2 separate regions of the Rattus norvegicus genome follow, and region 1 is linked to region 2. A link is a contact called in public Hi-C data. All regions are on one chromosome and are shown on one strand. Each heading gives the region's core, a stretch centred on a gene start, on an enhancer-like site or on the middle of the called end of the contact. The rest is flanking DNA. Distances are from core to core; before and after follow the strand shown.

Region 1 (3,017 bases), core at 119-2,618, 130 kb before region 2:
CTTCACTAACAAATCTGAAGGAACAGAGGGACTAGGTGCCCAGCCCCTCAAATTACCTCTACATTGATGGAGTCTTTAGTTTCTACTAAGTCAACCCTAGGCCACTTTGCTTATACAAGGCCCTGTTGACTCTCGACACTTCCTGGTCGGGGCTGTTCTGCAGAATAAGTCTTCAAGGCTGTTTGGAACACTGGGCATAGATAAATATTTCAAGGCAGGTACACAAGCACTTTTAGCCCATTTGTTCCTTCTGCCAGAACCAGAGAATATTGCTCTGTGCCCTTAACATTGGCAATACCTCACATTTCCTAGTGGGCTGTGAGGATAGGCATCTTCAGCTCCCCAGAGACAGTCGGCCACAGTGAATAACACACAGTAGGTACTCAAAAAAGAGAGGGGAAATGAGTTCAGAAGCTCAGCTCCTATAGCTCAAAAGAACTAAAGGGCAGGGAAAATTGGAAACGTTTGGAACAGGCTGCACCTAGGTGACACACTGTGATCACTATTTCCCAAAACTGACTTACAAGCTCCTTTTGGGAAGGGCAATGGCTTATTAGGCCACAGAGATGTTCTAATCAATGCCAGCTATAAGCTAATCCCACTGGAGTTAAGATAAAAGTGCCATCTGGCTTACTTGAAGTCACATGACTGAGTCCACAATGTCCTCACACAGCACCTGGACTCCTGCCCAGTTCAGGCACAGACTATTCAGGGTTAGTGTGAGGAACGATCCCCACTTGGTCATAAAAGCACTGGAGACTCAGACTACTCAAAGCCAGGTAGATTTACTTATTTTTGGTTTCCGGGAAGCCATGATAAGAAGCAAAAAATGCCTGGTGTACCAATTGGGCACAAACCTGTCTTTTATAAACACATTTCGTTGCTCCCCCTAAATGCCTCATTGGCTGAATTCTTCATGGGGGAACAATCTTCCCTGCATTTCCAACAAAGCCCTCACCTCCAAAGCCCCCAATCTCCTGGGAGCCACACAGCAGATTATAAAAGAGTTACAATCTAACACTAAGACAAACCAAAATGTGTCCAGGTGAGCAGGTGCCAGCTGCTGGCTTGGGAAGACAGGAGTCTAGTACCTCCTACTTATTTGTGGTTCTTTGATGATCCAGAAAATGGACCATAATGATTGAATGTTTACGGCTGTTTGAGTGCACGTGGAGTGTGCGTGTCTCATCTGGGGTCTCTGACATCACCTGTAGGGTGATGCGCACCCTGACATCCAGATGTGAAGACCAGCCCCTCCCACAGCCACTGCAGTGAGCGCAGAGCTCCTGCCCTCCCTTGTGAGTCACAATCCTGGCTGCCTGCTCTCAATGCACAGCATCAGCCTGACTTTTTCCTTAGCTGAGTGGGTGCTAGCCTCCTTGTGCTGTCTCAGCCATCTCAGCCTTGGGTCCCTGCTAGGCAGTACAACGAAGAGGGACAGACCAAACGGGATGGGCAGGTATGGCCAGGTATGTGTTTTCTTGCCTTAGAGGAGGCAGTCAATGACCTAGTCTTGCTGGCCACCTAAGCACAACCCTCAAACAACAGGTCCAGGCTGGGAAGAAGAATCTGGCTTGGTTTTGTGGCAGGCCACTTCCTCATCTAAGGTTCAGAATTCAAGAGACACTTGCCAACTGATCAGAGGTGTCTACCAGAGTTCATCTGGGCTCCAGGAGGGACCTGGTGTTCCTCTCTAGACCATGGTAAATAGCCCAACCCAAAGGTGTTTCCCACTCACTTGCCCCAAATGGATGACCCAGGGCCTGCGGGAAGGAGAGCAGGGCAGAGGAGACCCAGGCTGGTCCTCCCCACTTCAATGTTTCTGTACCTGTGCTAGTATGTTCCTTCCTGGCATCTGGGTTAATCCCTGGGCTGTGCTGTGGACAGATGCCTTCAATAATCAGGGTGGACATAGATCATGAATGCAGGCAACCCATAAAATCGAGGCAATTCCTATGACTTGGTGTTTGTGTATGATGGTTGGAAGGAGGCCAGGCATGTGACCTAAGGCATAATCCTGGCTAATTCCCCACAGACCAGTGCAGAAGAGGACTGCGCACACTCAGTGGCTGTCTCAGTTTACCTTGCAAAGTTCTTCCTAAGAATATTTAAAGATACTTTGAAAGTATCGTTTCCTTAAGAACACTTTTCGTTGTGAAATTAGATGAATGTAGAGGGTAGAATAGAACACAGGTACATCGAACACAGAAAGGCATGTGCATTTTCTTATATAAGTTCGGTTGCTTATGAGTTGCAAGGAGAGCTTGATGAGTCAAACTCCAGAGTCACTGTGTGTGGGTGTGTGCACACAGTATGTGCACACAGACATGTGCTCCTATATATACAGTGAAGATGCAATGCAATGTGTTTTGCCAAGGCATATATTTATAATATATCCACGTGTACATACGCAAATTAACTTTTCCTATGCTTTTCCAACCAGGTACTAATTTTTTCATTGTTAATTTGGTATGCTTGGGTATATTGCCCACATGTATGTCTGTGTGTCATGTACATGTCTAGTACCCTTGAGGCCAGAAGTGTGTTTTGGGATCCCCTGGAACTGGAGGGACAGACTGTCGTGAGCCATGATATGGGTGCTGGGAACTAAACCCCAAACCTCCGGAAGAGCAGCAAATGGTCTTCACCACTGAGCATCTCACCAGCCACAGACACTACTTTTTAGTAGGAGCCTTTGTAACTGGCCTTAACATCACTGAGTTGTTTCCCTGTCTGTCTCCCTGAAGTCTGCCCCCAAATCTTCCCCATGACTGGTTCTGTAGCTCTGATCATGGCCAGTCAAGTGGTGCCTTATAGACAGGCTCTGCTACTTGCTCGTACGAAAACAAGTGTTGCCCAACAATGATTTCCCAATGCACCCTGGGAAAAACACAACAGTTCTGAACAGTGCGTTAAAATTTTAACCTGGAAACCGCATTGGCATTCCAAGATTAAAAAGGCCCCGTGCCAGGTAGCGACAGGAAGCAAGAAGGTCACGGAACTAGGTAAGTAGACAG
Region 2 (3,155 bases), core at 347-2,846:
GAACTGATGCTTCGGGAGCTCCCACTGCCTGAGAAGGCTTAGCTTTACTTCCACACATTCTGACTGCAGGGACACTTTCCTGATCCCGATCCTTCTATCTGCTTTGGTCTAGCAGAGCAGGGGTCCATGCCTTGATGTTATCTGACAGAAACAGGGGTGACTAGAACACAGCACATAACACAGCCAGGGCTGAGAGATCCTCAGTCAAGAGCATCTCGGACAAATGGAGGGCACAGACAGGCCAGATGCTGTGCCTGCCTCGGGGCTCTGCTCAGCTACACTTTGTGCTTCACCCTGCATTATTCTTGGTTCACTTCTCTGCCCTTCATATGCCCCAGAGCCCAGTGCTGGAGCCACCAGTGGCCACTGCTGAATGACCAGGGACCGAGATGGTCACACGTCCCATCTGTGTGCTGTGAACACCAGGTCGCATAAGGCTTCCTGGCAATGTGTCCCCTCATGTTCCTTTTGAAGCCTGATCCAGCTATAAGAGAGGCAGCAGGAGGCACGCAAGAGAGTGGACAGAACATTTGTCAAAGGACAGACAGTCTTCCTGAGGGAGGACCGTACACGTGTGTCACTGCTATGGCGGGACTGTCCATGATAGGTATTACTGCTGGCACCATGCCTTCCGTCCCAAGGTTGTCACAGCATCTTCAGGGGTGGAGGCAGCAAGCTCTGGGCAGCCTGCACCCCATCCCCTGTAGGGCTCTCTAGAGCAGTTGCTCTGTGCTACAATGGCTTCCTAGAGACTTCTCATGATCTTAAGGGCAGTTCTGTGTCTGCTTTTGCTGCACTCGCATTCTGGAAGGTGCCAATATGCGCTCCTACTACACACAGCATAGCTTTGTTCCCCTGTCTCCACACATGGGTGGCTCTGAGGTTTTGAGAAGGGTGACTGTGCTTTTGTTTTTTGAGTACAAATTACTGCACATAGGTTGCTGTGAAACAGAATGAAAGGAAGTTGGGGAGTGGAGAACGCTGTAGACTGGCCTTGAGGAAGAACGATACCTCTACAAGCCTGCCCAACCCGAGTGATGCTGCAAAGCTATCTTCATCTACAAAGTCCCAAGACAGAGGGACCGTAGCCACATTCTTCATGTGGGGACTTTGGAGGGGTGAGCTCTCCTGGTGCATCCGCCACAGGAGGAAGTGGTGGAAATCCTCCTGCGGCAGTGGAAGCAAGAGCACATGATGAAAACCCAGCTGAGGTCCAGTTAGCAAACACTGTGCACACCACCTACAGTGAGTCACTACCCTCCCCCTGCTCCAGTCAGAGCACAGGACAGCCAAGAGTACCAACAGCATACTGTCACACCAGAGCCACCTAGGTGCTCAGTTTCTCTTTAGACTCCCCACCTCACAAAGAAACAGATGATGTGCTGGGCCAGAATTGTAGAAAGCACCACAAGCATGTGTCACAGTTAACAGTGAATCGATGGCCTGCAGGCACATCTGCAGATCCTTATGCTGACGGGCGGAGCTGTGACTGAGGACAGTGGCCTGGAAACAAGCGATCTGTCAGGTACGTCCACCCTACCACACTAGGCTGAATCTGGTGCAGTACTGTTCTCTGCCCATCTGAGTGCCATTTCACCCTGGGTCGGCTTGCTAGAAGCTGGCTGGCTGGATACCAATGTGGACTGCCTTGCTAGCCCGTGAGGTCACCTTGTGTGTTTATTTTGGGTTTGTGCTAATCCTGAGCTCTCAGCATTGCCTCAGCCACCGGGGAAAAGTAAACACAGCTTACATTTGCCAGCTCCACCGTCCTCTGCACAAGCTTCCTGGTCTATAATTAACTTGTAATTTTTCACTTAGCTAGGTAGGCAGCAAGGGTGTTCGGAGGGCAGACCTGGGGCTGGCATTAATGTGCTGGGAGCAGAGGACAAGCAGAAAGGCCAGGTAAATCACAGGGAACTGCCACCCTCCACCTGCTCCAGCTAACACTGGTGACCCACACTCTGGCGGATGGCATGCTTGCTCTGTGCCCACAGATCATCGAATCCCCAGGAGGCAGCTGGTGGAGGACAGGTGTTTACTTTTAAAAAGTAGAAATATATGCCGGTAGGTTTGGGGTCACAGAAGGCAGTGGAAAGCAAAATAAATGATTATTTTAACAGCTGCATCCTGAGGCTGCACCTGGATAACCTGTCGACAGGCATGCATTTGATGCCAGCAAATGTCTTCTCTGTTGTCACCCTTAAATGTTCGTGCTGCCGAGGGGCATGGGAGGAGACCCTCTGGTGAAAAGAGTCCTTGAGAACATAGGACTTCTGTGGTTTTCAGTGATCTGAGCTGCTAACATCAGGAAGGTGCCCAGGACACATGTCTACAGACTTCCTAAAGCATGATGTGCATATATGTGTGTAGTGGGGTCAGGTTTGTCGTGGCCCTGCCATGGACACACAGCGGTGGCACCTGGACCATTTATGTGAGGAAGGACAGTTGAGACAGAATGATAGGTCAGATCAGACCAGCAAGACCTCTGCACTGGCTACCCAGGGTTCAGAGCCTGAACACAGTTCTTTTGGAAACCATTCACACCCATGTTCTATACTACCGGCACCTCCTTCCTTTCTCCTTTCTCCTTTCCCCTTCTTCTCCTGGTTACTTCCTACACGCCCTCTCCCTGCTCTGTTTGCTCTGCACTGGATGCTCACCCACTATGGCTGTCTGACATCAGACATCACTCCATCTCTCCAGGCTTTGGTGGGCACTGTCTGTCAAGGACAGGGTAAGAATAAACATGTGTGGTCCTGGTGACCCAGAAGGGCCTCTTTTAAAGCCAAACGAAATAAACCAAATGCCGAGACAAACAAGTAACACTTTCCCACCGTACTTTAACTTGAATTACTGGTACAGAAATATCAGTCCCTAGTACAGAAACCCAATGTCTGTGTTTGCACCAAGGGAATGTGTTCCCCAGTAACAGAGGGGCAAGGCAAGCTCAGAGCCTGGTGTAGTCTATGGAAGGTGTATATGGCTGCAGAAAGGATCCCACAGGACTGAGCTTCTACAGCACACACTAGGCCAGGCTTGGCCTAGTGCAGTGATTAGCTTTAACCGTCAACTTGACACAATCTAGACTCACAATCTAGGAAGGGAAGTCTCAGTGAGGGATAGTCTACCTTGGCTGGCCTATGGGCATGCCTGTG

The links. A called contact is a pair of places that touch in the nucleus more often than the background predicts.
Region 1: a contact with region 2 is called in a Hi-C map of kidney, with 2.3 times the contacts expected there. The contact joins the promoter of Unc93a here to the enhancer-like site in region 2. A contact is called at or near these places in 3 of 12 Hi-C or Micro-C datasets (kidney and liver).

The regions. Positions count from the first base shown.
Region 1 is chr1:55,548,119-55,551,135 of GRCr8, reverse strand. Unc93a (unc-93 homolog A) reads left to right here and starts at 1,368. Exons shown (of 10, transcript NM_001427477.1): 1 at 1,368-1,469. It overlaps LOC134482726 (a long non-coding RNA gene), which reads right to left. Exons shown (of 12, transcript XR_010059227.1): 7 at 1-3,017.
Region 2 is chr1:55,422,567-55,425,721 of GRCr8, reverse strand. The region is part of intron 11 of Rps6ka2 (ribosomal protein S6 kinase A2); the gene reads right to left. Among named protein-coding and RNA genes, the nearest start is that of Gpr31, 51 kb to the left of the region's middle. Within about 2 kb of position 1,596, at least 12 of the 93 cell types and tissues checked have an H3K27ac peak or open chromatin away from gene starts, as enhancers often do. A contact at or near this core is called in kidney, where this site is marked.